2 separate regions of the Mus musculus genome follow, and region 2 is linked to region 1. A link is a contact called in public Micro-C data. All regions are on one chromosome and are shown on one strand. The core of a region is the stretch at or near the end of the contact, and the rest is flanking DNA. Distances in the headings are between cores, read along the strand shown.

The links. Hi-C and Micro-C count contacts between places; a contact is called where the count stands out from the background.
Region 2: a contact with region 1 is called in a Micro-C map of the AtT-20 cell line, with 7 times the contacts expected there. The contact joins two enhancer-like sites. A contact is called at or near these places in 34 of 484 Hi-C or Micro-C datasets (the AtT-20 cell line, adipose-derived mesenchymal stem cells, astrocytes and 20 more) and 3 of 115 datasets of contacts at active chromatin or transcription factors (astrocytes, embryonic forebrain and embryonic stem cells).

What each region holds. Positions count from the first base shown.
Region 1 is chr4:142,877,056-142,883,260 of GRCm38.p6, reverse strand. No RefSeq gene overlaps it. Among named protein-coding and RNA genes, the nearest start is that of Gm42341, 230 kb to the right of the region's middle. Within about 2 kb of position 2,575, at least 20 of the 459 cell types and tissues checked have an H3K27ac peak or open chromatin away from gene starts, as enhancers often do. A contact at or near this core is called in the AtT-20 cell line, where this site is marked.
Region 2 is chr4:143,019,007-143,025,431 of GRCm38.p6, reverse strand. No RefSeq gene overlaps it. Among named protein-coding and RNA genes, the nearest start is that of Mir7021, 110 kb to the left of the region's middle. Within about 2 kb of position 3,986, at least 11 of the 459 cell types and tissues checked have an H3K27ac peak or open chromatin away from gene starts, as enhancers often do. A contact at or near this core is called in the AtT-20 cell line, where this site is marked.

The DNA.
Region 1 (6,205 bases), core at 1,326-3,825:
ACTTCTTATAACGGGTCATTCACTCAGTACCAATATCAGCTGAAGAGGGGGCTGGGACAAAAGCCACACTAGGAATGCAGAGTCCTCCTCCACCACATCCCCAGGTTTGATGGCTGGAAACTGTGCCAACGTGTCTAAGACAACACACCATTTCCCTTCCAGAAGTCACTCCCTAGAGAAAGTTTTCACTTTGAACTATGTCCCTGGATCTTTAAAGCCATCTTGGCTTTCTACTCCCCTTCCCCACCCCATTCCAAGACAATTATCTCTACCACACCCACACCCCAAGGTCAGGCATCTCTTGTTTCTTGGTGGCTACTGCCAAGTCTGCTACAGATGGCACTACCATGTCCTCCAGTGGTCAGCTGGGTCTTTCAACTCATTTGTGATAAATCTGTCACAGAGAACCCTAAGCTCTCTCTCTGTGCTGAGGAGAAGCCAGGCAGTGGTTCCCACTCTATCCGTGCAACATTTATGGTACCTTGCATCCGCTTATTAGCTCTGTAACAGATGCTGAGCGTGAGGGTGTGGCTCACCAGATAGAAGACTCTGGTTGCTGGAGCTTTTCATAAGCCCACAGATAGGAAGGAGATGGCAGGTGTGTAGACAAAGTCACTGCTGTGTAGCCTACCTAAGCATAAGTCCCACAGGTCCCCGAGGCTGCAATATCACCCTTCCAGCTATGAATCTGAGAGGCACACAATTGCAAAGCCTGCTCAGTGGGCTGAAGCTCAGAAAAACCACAGCAACTCCGCCTCTGCAGGCTGTTCACCAAGGATGGAGCAAGATGCACTTTGCGATGGTGCCAGGATTTTAAAACACATTATTGACTTTAGTTTTTTTTTCTCTCTCTCTTCCTTTCAATAACTTGTATAAGCAATGAAGGGACTTAGGGTGGATTGAGGAAGACATCGAGCTTAGCTTAAGTGGAACCACCATCTTCTTTGATCTGAGGGTTAGAAGCAGATCGTGTGTGACTGCCCCGTGGGAGTGGAGGTGGCTGTCTGCAGGACGGGGCTGGGCTCCTCCCCCATGATGGTGCCACGCTGGGTTCTCTTCTTGTCCTTCGGCATACTGCTCTCTGTCCTCAAGTCTGTGTTGTCATATTTCTTACATCTCTTAATGGCATTTATTTATTTAGTGTGTGTATGTTGGGGGGGGAGGGGGAGTGTGTGTAGAGGTCAGAGGACGGATTGTATGAGTTGGGTCTCTTCTTCCATATGTGGGTACTAGAGACAAAACTCAGGTTGTCAGGTTTGGTGGCAAGACCCTTTACCTGCTGAACCCGACCTCTCTCTCTCTCTCTCTCTCTCTCTCTCTCTCTCTCTCTCTCTCTCCCTCTCCCTCTCCCTCTCCCTCTCCCTCTCTCTCTCCCTCTCCCCTTTCTCATGCCATGTGTATGCCATATATGTGCAGGTGCCCACAGGGGCCAGAAGATAGCATCGGATCCACTGGGTCTGGCTTTACGGGCAGCTGTAAGCAGCCTACTGTGAGCAGGGAACTAAACTTGGATCCCCTGGAAGAGCAGCAAATGCCCGTAACCACTAAGCCATCTCTTCAGCCCCGTTCTCCCCGGTTCTCCCTGATCTACTTTTCTTCTGGTGCCTAGCCATGAGATCCCTGCTTGTGGGTAGCTGAGGCTCCCAGCAGTGTAACTCAGCTGTTTCCCGACTGCACCCTGTCTACCTGGTGACACACAGCTCAAGGGTAACAGGTGGCAGAACCTTCAAGTTCTGTCTGAACATTGAGAGGCTCATCCCAGCACTGTAGAAACAGCTCAGCTAGACATGATGCATGAGGCTGATATTAGGGTCTGATCTATTAGGCTCTCTGTGCAGAAAAAAAAAAAAAACAAAAACCTTGCTATTTAAACAGATTACCCATATTATAGATTAGGAAGTTGACACCCAGAGAGGTTGAGTCGCTTTCCCAGAATTGCACAGCTAGGCAATGAAGGGCTAGGATGAAGACAAAGGCATCTGGATGCAGCAGAAAGAGAGGAGTCATTTTGCTGACAATGTCTGCTTAATCTATTGTGTGCCCTTAAGTACCCCAGCCTTTGCTCTCTTCCAAGGCTTGTCTTCCTCCCCACCCCCACCCCCACTCCACCCCTCACTGCATTTTCTTTTATTTTTTATTGGTTATTTACATCTTTTTCCCCAATTTTTTATTAGGTATTTTCTTCATTTACATTTCAAATGCTATCCCGAAAGTCCCCTATAGCCCCCCCCCCCCCCCGCACCTGCATTTTCTGATCTACTATTGCTAACAGATATATCAGAGGGGCCTGGCCCTTCTTAACAGCAATGTCAGGCTTTTTTTTTTTTTTTCCCTCCAGAGCTGTGACCTTGGGAGAACACTATCCTTTCCTGACCTTGGTGTCCCTTGTGATTTCATAAGGACTATAGGGGAATTTTAATAGAATTGCTAATGGATGGGCTTTCAGGGTAGAGAATTTAATAACCATAGAGCAAAGGCCTTGGGATGTCTGTCGGCAAGGGCAAGAGAGCTTGGACATCTGGGTTTAAGGGATATTGTCCAGTGTCTGCCCCAAGAACACCATGAAGTGTGGTAGATGGCCAGAAGGGGGCACTCTTCCCTTACCACTCAGCCTATCCTCAGTGTGGTGCCTGCCCCAACCAGGAAGAACTGGAAGCACAAATTGGGGCTTCTTTCTCTTTGAACCTCAGTGCCCCAGCCTGGTCTGGCTGTTAAAGCCTCAGCCCTGACCCTGGGAAGATCTGGTGCCCGACCCCGAGAAGCCTATGCAGCAGATGGCCTGTAACATGGGACATCACACAGGGTGACTGGATTTACCCTGTCTCATCTGCTTAGCAGGTGTCAAATAGGAAGCTCAGCTTGCTTCTGCAGGGCTTGGCTCCCCCTCCCCCCTCTATGGTTGTCTTTTATCCTGCAGGAGCAGGTCCTGGCATAGAAGTTTCCTAGCTTGAGCAGGACATAGTCAGGCATCTAAAACCACTCCCTCCCCTCCTGCCCAGAGCTCTCTGGAACCCTTCATATCCCATTTGTCCAGATGGTTTACCAGTACTCTCTGCCCAGCTCCTGGTATCACTGTCTTGTGACTCCTGGGGCCTCTCCTTCCTTCCCCTTCCCTCCTCTCTGCCTCCAGCATCTGCACTCTCTGCTCTAGCATCCACTGCAGGAACACGTCCCCAGGGTGGGCTCTGTGCAAACCTCAGACTGCAAAGTGGATTAATGAGAACTTACAGAGCCCCGCTTCCTCAAAGTGATGACTGTTGAGCTAGACCCAGAATCAGCATCTTTTTTGATCTAACATTTATCCAGAGTTTACTACAGGCTGGAAAATGTCAGGTGCTCTCTATCTTCACTCTCATGAGCTACAGGCAAACATACTGCAGCTTTTTTTTTTCCCCAGTTTTACACCCTACCCTGTTTCTTTGACGATGACCATGAACCAGAGAGGCAGAAATGCTTCCTTGGCTCTGAGCCTTGAATCTAGGTTGGTCACATATAAATTCCACTCTTCTCATCTTTAGCTGGTCCCCCTGGATCCCTCTGTGATGCCTCTGGTTTAGTATAGCAAAATATACAGACAGGGCAGCTCAGATCATAGGTATTCACTGCTCATCGTTTTGGAGGCTGAGAGTCCAAGCCAATGGTGGTGACCCTCTCCCCTTTTTTGTACATACGAGGGCTAATCTTGACTATCAACATATATCACAGATCTAGAATCACCATGGAAATGAACTTCTGGGTAGGGTATGCTTCTGAGGTCATTCCCAGACAGGTTTAGCCGAGGGAGGAAGGAAGACCCACCCTGAGTGCAGAAGCACTATTTCATGGGCAGGGGACCTGGAGTGAAATAAAAGAAAGGGAATGAGCTGAGCACCAGCATCCATTTCTCTCTGCTTCCTGACTGTGGGTGTGATGTGATGGCTGCCTCACGTTCCTCTACGATGGACTGTACTCTCAAACCGTGAGCCAAACGAACCTCAAGTAGCCTCTTATCAGGCATTTGGTCCCAGTAATGGGAAAAGTATGGGATACTGTACATCAAGTCTCTCTCTCTCTTTCTCCCTCCCCCTTTCCTTCTTCCCTCCCTTATATTAAGTCACTAATCCCATCCTGAGAAGCCTCAGTCCTCAGGGCTTCATGTATCCCCCCCCCCCCAATCACCTTCCTAAAGCTACAGACCCAAAATCCAGCACCTTTAGGGATGGGCAGAGGACTTCAGTATATGAGTGGGGACAGAGCATGGTGCAGTCTATACGACTGCAGTTATGTCGGGGAGGCTCAGTAGCCCCAGGTCTCACCCTCTAACTCTAGAGAGGAAAGGCACACAGATAGAGGGGAGAGAGGAATTAGGAAAATCCCCGAACCTTAATTTCTTTTCCTTCTTTCTCTGAAGCGCAGAGACTTAACAAGCTGCAACCAACTTCCCTAAATGACCAACACCCACCTACATCCCTGCCTATCGGGGCTCTAGCATTTGTATACCCTCTAAAAAGTTGTTGTCACCTGGGAAACACTCAGAACCAAGGAGCAATGGATGAGCCCAGGTCCCACTAGCCAGATGGTGGGCACACATAATTTTTCAGTGTTGGGCTCTCTGCTGTCTGCAGAGAGGTTCAATTTATAACGTTGGCATTGGAATTATACTGTCCACTTTTCTACCATTTTAGAACCTGACCCCAGGGATCAGGGGACATAGAGCCAGGTCCCTATGAGATGAGGTCACCACGGGAAGCATAGCTTGAGAGGATGACCACCAGATAGCCACATTCTCCTCTGCAGTTTCCCAGACCAGGGTGGAAACCCAAGGTTTAGCTTCAAGTCAACAGATCTGACTGCCTACCAGGAGCTAGACACTTACAAAATGCTGTTTAATCTTTTTTTTAAAAAAAGATTTATTTATTTATTTATTTATTTATTTATTATATGTAAGTATACTGTAGCTGTCTTCAGACACCTCAGAAGAGGGCATCAGATTTCATTATGGATGGTTGTGAGCCACCATATGGTTGCTGGGATTTGAACTCACGACCTTTGGAAGAGCAGTTGGTGCTCTTAACCGCTGAGCCATCTCTCCAGCCCATGTTTAATCTTTATAAACACGAGAAATAAATTAATTAGAGGTGCTGAGGCCTCTTAGGGTTTCCTTTTGCATATATGTGTGAGAGTGAATGTATGTGTGTGTGTGTGTGTACGTATGTATGTATATGTGTTTGGGTGTGTGTGTGTGACATGCATGCACATGTGTGTGTGTGTGTGTGTGTGTGTGTGTGTGTGTGTGTGTGTGTAGGCCAGAGGCCAGTCTTGGGTGTCATTCCTCGGGTGCCATCCACCTTATTTTTCCAAGATGAATTTTGTTGTATCTTGAGACAGAGTCTCCTGATTTCCTGGCTGGCCACCAACTCTCTGTACACAGCTGAAACTGATCTTGAAATCTTGATCCTCCTGCCTCCACCTCTCACGTGCTGGGCTCACAGGTGCACAGCACCACACTGAGTTTATGTGGTGCCAGGGATGGAATCCAGGGCTTCAAACACATTGAGCAAGCACTGTACCAACTGAGTCATAGACCCCATATCTGCTTAAGCATCTCTCATGGCTTGAAGCCCTCTGATTAGGCTATCTGACCACTGATTACCACAGCTTCTCCTGTGTCCACCTAAATGAACGGGTTATGAGTATATGACGACACCACACCGGCTTTTTTATATGGATCCTGGGGCTCAAACTCACATCCCTGTGCTTGTATGACAAGCTCTTCGCCAACAGAGCAATCTTCCCATCCTCCTCCCACAATGCATTTTTTCCCAAACAGAATGCTTGTGGCTCTTCCTTCCCATTCTCCATTCCTTTGTTCTTCTCATCTTTAGCATCTTAAAGGGACAATCTAGAGGCCCGGGTTTGACAGTTCCCTCAACTGCGGTCTTGTTTTATTTTCTTTTGATCTGATCATGCTTGGTGAAGTTCAAAGTTGGATCCACAACTTTAAAATTTACTGTATCATCCTCATCCTCATCACTTGTGTGCATGTGCCACATGCATGTGCACATGCATTGTGTCTGCCATGTGTGTGTATGTGTGTGTGTGCACACTCGTGCATGCAAGCGCACATTCACATATATGTATGCTACCGCGCACATGTCCTAAGTCAGGGGACAACTTTCAGAAGTCAGTTCTCAACAATATGAACTAACAAGTACCCCCAGAGCCC
Region 2 (6,425 bases), core at 2,737-5,236, 140 kb before region 1:
AGGGGGCTAAGGAGGAGTATACGTTTTTATTTTCTATCTCCTTCATTCTCTAGGGCACTCTGCTTGGTGTGGGCAGGGTAGCAGGTATTGGAGAAGTGTTTTGGGGGATGGGATTCCTCAGGGATGTTGCTGCCTGTGTTCTTGGTCATTCCTTGCATGAATGATGTGTCCAAGGGGCTCACATCTCCTCCCAGCCGGGCCAGGCGTATCTTCAGCACACTGGTCCTTTTGTGCTGGATGCTGTGTTGACGGCGATGCCTCTAGCTCCTGATGGCTGAGTCTATTATGCCAGCAATTATAGCATTTTCTAAGTAAATACCAGCTGCTTATCTCCTCTCGTCTCTCTTAAAATTCCATCCATGCTTTGGAGATTTTCCTATATGAAGGATCTCATGTCCCCTTCATTTTCTCTTTTCTCCCCTCCCCTCCCCAATTTCTGGGCTTAAAGGTTCCTGCTCTGACTCTTTGAGTGTGGCAGACGAGACAGTATACATCATCATGGGCTTTGGAATCAGATACCCCGGTTCTAATCCCGGTCCTGTTGCATGCCACCTCTGCAGCCTTGAACTGATTGATTAACCTCTTGGGGTTGTCTCTTTCTCATCAGTAAAGTGGGATAAGAATATTCGCGTCCTAACGTGAAAGTTGAATTAGCTAATTGACCACAGAGCTTGATACAATTTGACATATGCTCAAAAAAATAGTGATTAGGGTTGTTCATTCTTCAATAACCTTTAAATTAATGTTAAGTTATTACATAAGGGCTGGGGATGTGATTTAATAGCAGAACAGTATAGGACTCAATAGTAGAGCATTTGCTCAGATTGCATGATCCCCAAGGCAAAAATATACCATACATAAACTACTATCTATTATATAATTAATAACCTATAACCAAATAAATTAAAAGCTATTCTGGTTAGATCAGATGCAATTGTGTGCAAGTGTGTTACTGTGTTACTCAGGAGACTGATGTGGGAGGCTCACATACACTCAGAACACAACCCAAGAAGCCAGAAGAAGGAATTGAGATGAAATATGAATGCATAGAACCCCTATTCATTCATTGAATTATAGCGGAAAAGTTCTCAAGCCTAGGGAAGAAACAGACAGGCAAGCACAGTAACCATTAGGACCCCAGACAGACACAGACAGAAAAGAACTCTACAACACTCACTTAAAATGCCAAGACTGCAGAACAAAGACCGTTAAATGATGGAAGGAAAGCTCATCAGAGTAACACCAAGAAACCTTAAAAGCTGGAAATTCATGCAGTGATATATTTTAAGCCCTGAAAGTCAATAATTGCCAACAGAGATTATTATATCCAGTGATCTTTAAAAATTGATAAGGAAATAAAGACCTCATCAGGCAAGCACTAAATTAAGCAGTTTGTGATCATCAGTTATCTCAGCCAGGGCAACATAGGCAAGAATAGGTTCTATGGGAAGAATCAATGGATAAGTGAGATTTAGGAAATACTCAATCATATCCAAGACCGTAGACTAGGGGTCAAGTTCGAATAGATTAGAATAAAGAGTATTTGAACCAATCCTGAAAAACATGGCCAACGGAACCACAGGAACCCTCTCCATAAGCAACTTAATGATATAGTGTAGCAGGCTGAGTAAACAAACCTAAAGCAAAGTAAGCAACTTAATGATACAGTGTAGCAGGCTGAGCAAACAAACCTAAAGCAAAGAGCCAGACAAAGCCTAAGTGCTCATCCTCTGTGAGAGAACACACCTCACAGGCAAAGACATACACAGACGGAGTGAATGGGTGTAGTCAAGATGGCAAGTTATAAAAAACCAGAAGGTGCTACCCTCAGACCTGGTGATGTAAACTGCAGACAAAATTAATCAGAGATAGTCAAAGCCACTGCTTGTTGATAAAGGGAAACCCATTCAGAAGATATCACTAGTATAAATGTGTATGCAACAAACATTGACAAAATCAATCTTACGAAGTAGCGCTGCTAGAAGTAAAGGGACTGATAGGTCTGGATATTATAGTGTGGGATTTCAACCCAAATAGATAATGCAGGCCCAAAACTCTTTCAGTTAAATTGCACTATAGATCCAATGTATTTACAAATCATCTACAGAATATTTTACCCAATAGCTGTGGATACACATGCAGCTGGCCACAGAACATTGAATGGAGCAAGACTTGGCAAAAACACCTCCCCAAAACCCCAAAACAAAACAAAACAAAACCAAATAAACCCCTCCCAACAAAACCAACCAACCAAAACAAACTCTCCAAACCTTCAAAACTTCAATTTTATCAGATTGCAATGAAACACATTTGGATATCAGTAGTAACAGAAACTACTAATACACTATACTAAACAATATGTGATTGAATGAACAATGGGGTCTTTGGAAAAATCAGGGAGGGATTGAAAGAATTCCTGGGATAAAATGAAAGTGAAAAGGACTTATCAGAATGGTTAACTTACAGCAATGGGAGTCCCAAAATAGTTATGAGTGATTATGTTAAAAAATAAATGTTTGGGCCAGCAAGATGGCTCAGAGGGTAAAGGCACTTGCAGCCAAGCCTTGATGGCTTGAGTTCTGGTGGAGGCAGAGAACCAACCGACTCTTGTCTTTGGATCTTTGCATGTGCAGCATGGCATGTGTGCATGAGAGGGCACATGACTGCATGAGTGCATATGCACACACACATACATTAAATAAATATCTAAAAAGCCAGATTCTAAATAAACAACTTAATAATTTATCTCAAGGTCCTAGATAAAGCAGAACAAGTTAAATCCCAAATCAGTAGGTAGAAAAAAATAATACAGATTATGGAAGAAAGAAATGAAAGGGATGTTAAAAGAATAATACAAGGTGCTAGAGAGAAGGTTCGGTGATTAAGAGCATTGGCTGGTCTTCTAGGAGAGCAGGGTTCAATTCTCACACCCACAGGGTAGCTCACAACTACCTGTAACCCCAGTTCTAGGAGATCTGGAAGCCTCGCACATATGTCATAATCCCTTAAGAACAACATCCAAAGCTGACCTCTGGCCCTATATGAATGTGCACAGATGTGTATGAACATCTGCACATATAGGAACTCTCTGGAGCACACACACATTTCATGTACCATGGGCTTGCTCACCTGTGTGGTCTACAGAGTTCTAAGCATGTTGAAGGTGGACAGGGCTAAGTGACAATGTTTGGTGGACAGCCAATACATTTTTTGACTTAAAATAATTTCAGCTCAGTGGGATTATGGAGCCGTCATCTGTGGAAAGTGAAGCAGTGTAGACTGGGGTGTGTGTGTGTGTGAGGGGCTGAGCAGAGGGACCCACAGGTAGGAGGATCTTGAAGAAGAGATAGTGGTTCTGGCCTCAGGAAGTCACAAAGTCACCCCTGGACAGTGTGGGACATGAACCCTCTTCTGGGGCTGACTGAAGCTAGACAGAAGGGAAGTATGAATCTCCGTGCTCCCAACATGTTTGGTGCTCATCAGCTGGAGGTGGGTGGTTTTCACTATGATGGTCAGCTTAATGGTTGCTGCTTCAGAAGGACTGGCATGCTGAGCCTCCTTCAGGGGTATCGGTGGGGCCCTCACTATCTTGCACCATGAAGATGCAACTGTGCATTGCTCTGGCCATGCTCCCTGAAGGCATCTTCCTCCCGGCACCATGATCTGCATAATTCTGGTGCTCAGTGGCATAGTGGAGGACTAGCAATGTGGGACGCACCCCGTGTAACCTCTAGAACAGGAGCTAGGCCTTTGTCACCCCACCCGCAGGCCAAGCACAGCACCACATTGTCTGGAGCTCTAGGACTGGAATTACATGCTTTTCCATGTGTCTTTTAAATTAGCTGTGTCCACTCTGCATTGTCTGGGGTCTTAGGAACTGCACAGTACTCTTCATTCCTGAGCTTTTCCAACCTCACTCTGTCTTTCCTGATTAACGTGGTTATTGAGCTTGGAGTCCAGGAGGGGGCGGTAGAGGACAGTAGAAAGAACGCCCCGAGTTAGCTGAGCAGCCACATCTGTGCTGCCCTTGCTGCTATCAATGGGGTCCTTTGGTGCAGCTGTGCTTAACCCTCTGAGGCAGTGCCAGCTTTCCCTGTACCCCACTTCTCTTCCCTCCCTTTCCACTCTGGTCTGGCCCCTTTCCTCTCTGGTTCCTCTCTTCCTTCACTCCTGTCTCTCGCCTTTTTCTGCCTCAGGGACCCCCGTCTCTCTCCTTGCTCCCTTTCTCTAATGGTACCTGAGTTGCTCTTGAAGGATGCCTGGGGACCAGGAAGGAAAGGTGACAGGAGTGAAAAACAGGAGACAGGAATGTGAGGGACCGGGGCGGATCTCACAGCTCCTTCTCTGGGCTTCCCCTGACCTGATTCTATCTGCCTTCCATGCTCTCAGCAACAACAGTGGCTTTCCATACCTGCTCTGCAGGAGGAGTACTGCAGGACTGACCGTGTGGGAAGCCAAGTTCACTGACCTGGCCTAAGAGTATGGACCACTGAGGTGGAAACTGGTGGTATACAAGCTGGTGTGGCCTCGCCATGGCAACACAGGCCAGCAATGAAACCAGAATCTGTAGCCAGGATGGGCCACTGCCAACCTCAGATGTTCCCCACAGCAGCCTGTCTCCACATGCGGGCCATCTGACACTTAGCACGTGGCTCATCTGATGTGCTTGCTGTGGGTGTTAGAGCCACATACTGGGTTTTTAAGGAATTGGAATGAAAAAGTAAATATAAAAGTATGACACTAATGTTGTTTTATATTAGTAATGTGCTAACATGATTAGTTTCAGTTATATGGCATCAATAATGGCTATTAAAGTTAATTGCACCTTTCCGTGTTTTAAGAAATACAAGAAAATATAAAGTCCCAGATGTAGCTTACATTGTAGTTTTAACGGTCAGTGCTGGTCTGGAATTTATGGCCCACCACCTTATTCTTTATCGTCTTCCCTTTCAATTGCAAAGAGACAGGTTCTCCATATGTTATCCAGTCTGGTGTCACACTCCTGGGCTCAAGAGAGATCTTCATGCCTAAGTCTCCTGAGAAGTTGAGACGACTGACATATACCATGATGCTTTGCTTTCAAAATTTATTTTAAACCACCCTGATCTATACTGTGTGTATTTAGATGTCTTGCTGTGGCCACATGACCAGGTGCCCATTCTTGCCACCCTGCAGGGAAGGAAGAGTCTCTTTTAGAATTTTCTCCTGGGGAGTTGTAAGCAATGCCTACCCCGTCTCATAAGATCCCAAGAACGAACCAAACTGTTGCTTTGCCAAAATGCATCCTGGGAGTCAATGAATTTATTAGGGTCATTGGTAAAGCATTGGTTACAGGCAGGAGGGTCAATGACCATAAAGTAGCCTCAGAGGAAGGCTTGTGGCTAGTGTGGATGGGAGCTCCCTTGTCAAGACTGCAAGATGGAGCACCCTCCTGTTAGCTTTTCCTAGTCTCTGTGCCTAGCCCTTCCAGCAGGACCCCTCTCCACTTCCAATGACTCTCCCCACCCACTCCTTTTGTGAGGGACTGCCATTCACCAACAAGCCTAATGGTGATAGACTCTTGAACGTGGGCACAGTTGATCTGGTAAAGATGGCACCTGCCGTGCTCCAGGACCAGGTCCTTCAGAATTGGAAAGACTATGCTGAGGAACTTCCAGGCTTCAGAAGATCCTCCTCCAACCCAGAGGGGTCTTGGGACAATAAAGGGAACCACCCTTGGGAACCACAAGCATTAAGCAATGTAGCCATGGAGACTGTGTGGCCTGAAGGCAAATGAAGGGGCCTTGGAACATCACAGTGTCACAGTCAATTCACTTCTGAGCCTCCCTCTCCCCACCTGGAAAACTGAAGCAGGATTGTGACCTACTTGCTCCCTGGTTATCCTGTAGAGCCCAGAGTTGTTAAATCCATCCTGAGTATAGGAATGGCGTCTGTGAAGGTCTGCTTTCGAAACCAGCCAGGGACTGGGGTGTGAATTCAGATCTCAGGACCAGTTTTTCTAAGACCAGAGAGGGGGCTTTGTCAGGCAGGAGTCTATATGCTAAGCCCAGATGTGGTGCTCTGCACACCTGCCCAGGTAGCAGCTGCTTTTCTCCTGATAGGCTTGTGACGTTGTATTGTAGCACATGCTTCCTGAAATGTCCAAGGGGTAGGAAAATGAAGGAGCCTGTCCATCCTTCTTAGGGCTCTGTGCATCACTGGTCCCCAAAGGCCAGAATGGGAACTATGGAAACCAGGAGGCCAGAGGTCCCTCTCCCTCTCCCTCATCTCCCTCCTCTCCCTCTCCCTCCTTTCCCTCTCCCTCCTCTCCCTCTCCCTCCTCTCCCTCTCCCTCTCCCTCTCCCTCTCCCTCTCCCTCTCCCTCTCCCTCTCCCTCTCCCTCTCCCTCTCCCTCTCCCTCTCCCTCTCCCTCTCCCTCTCCCTCT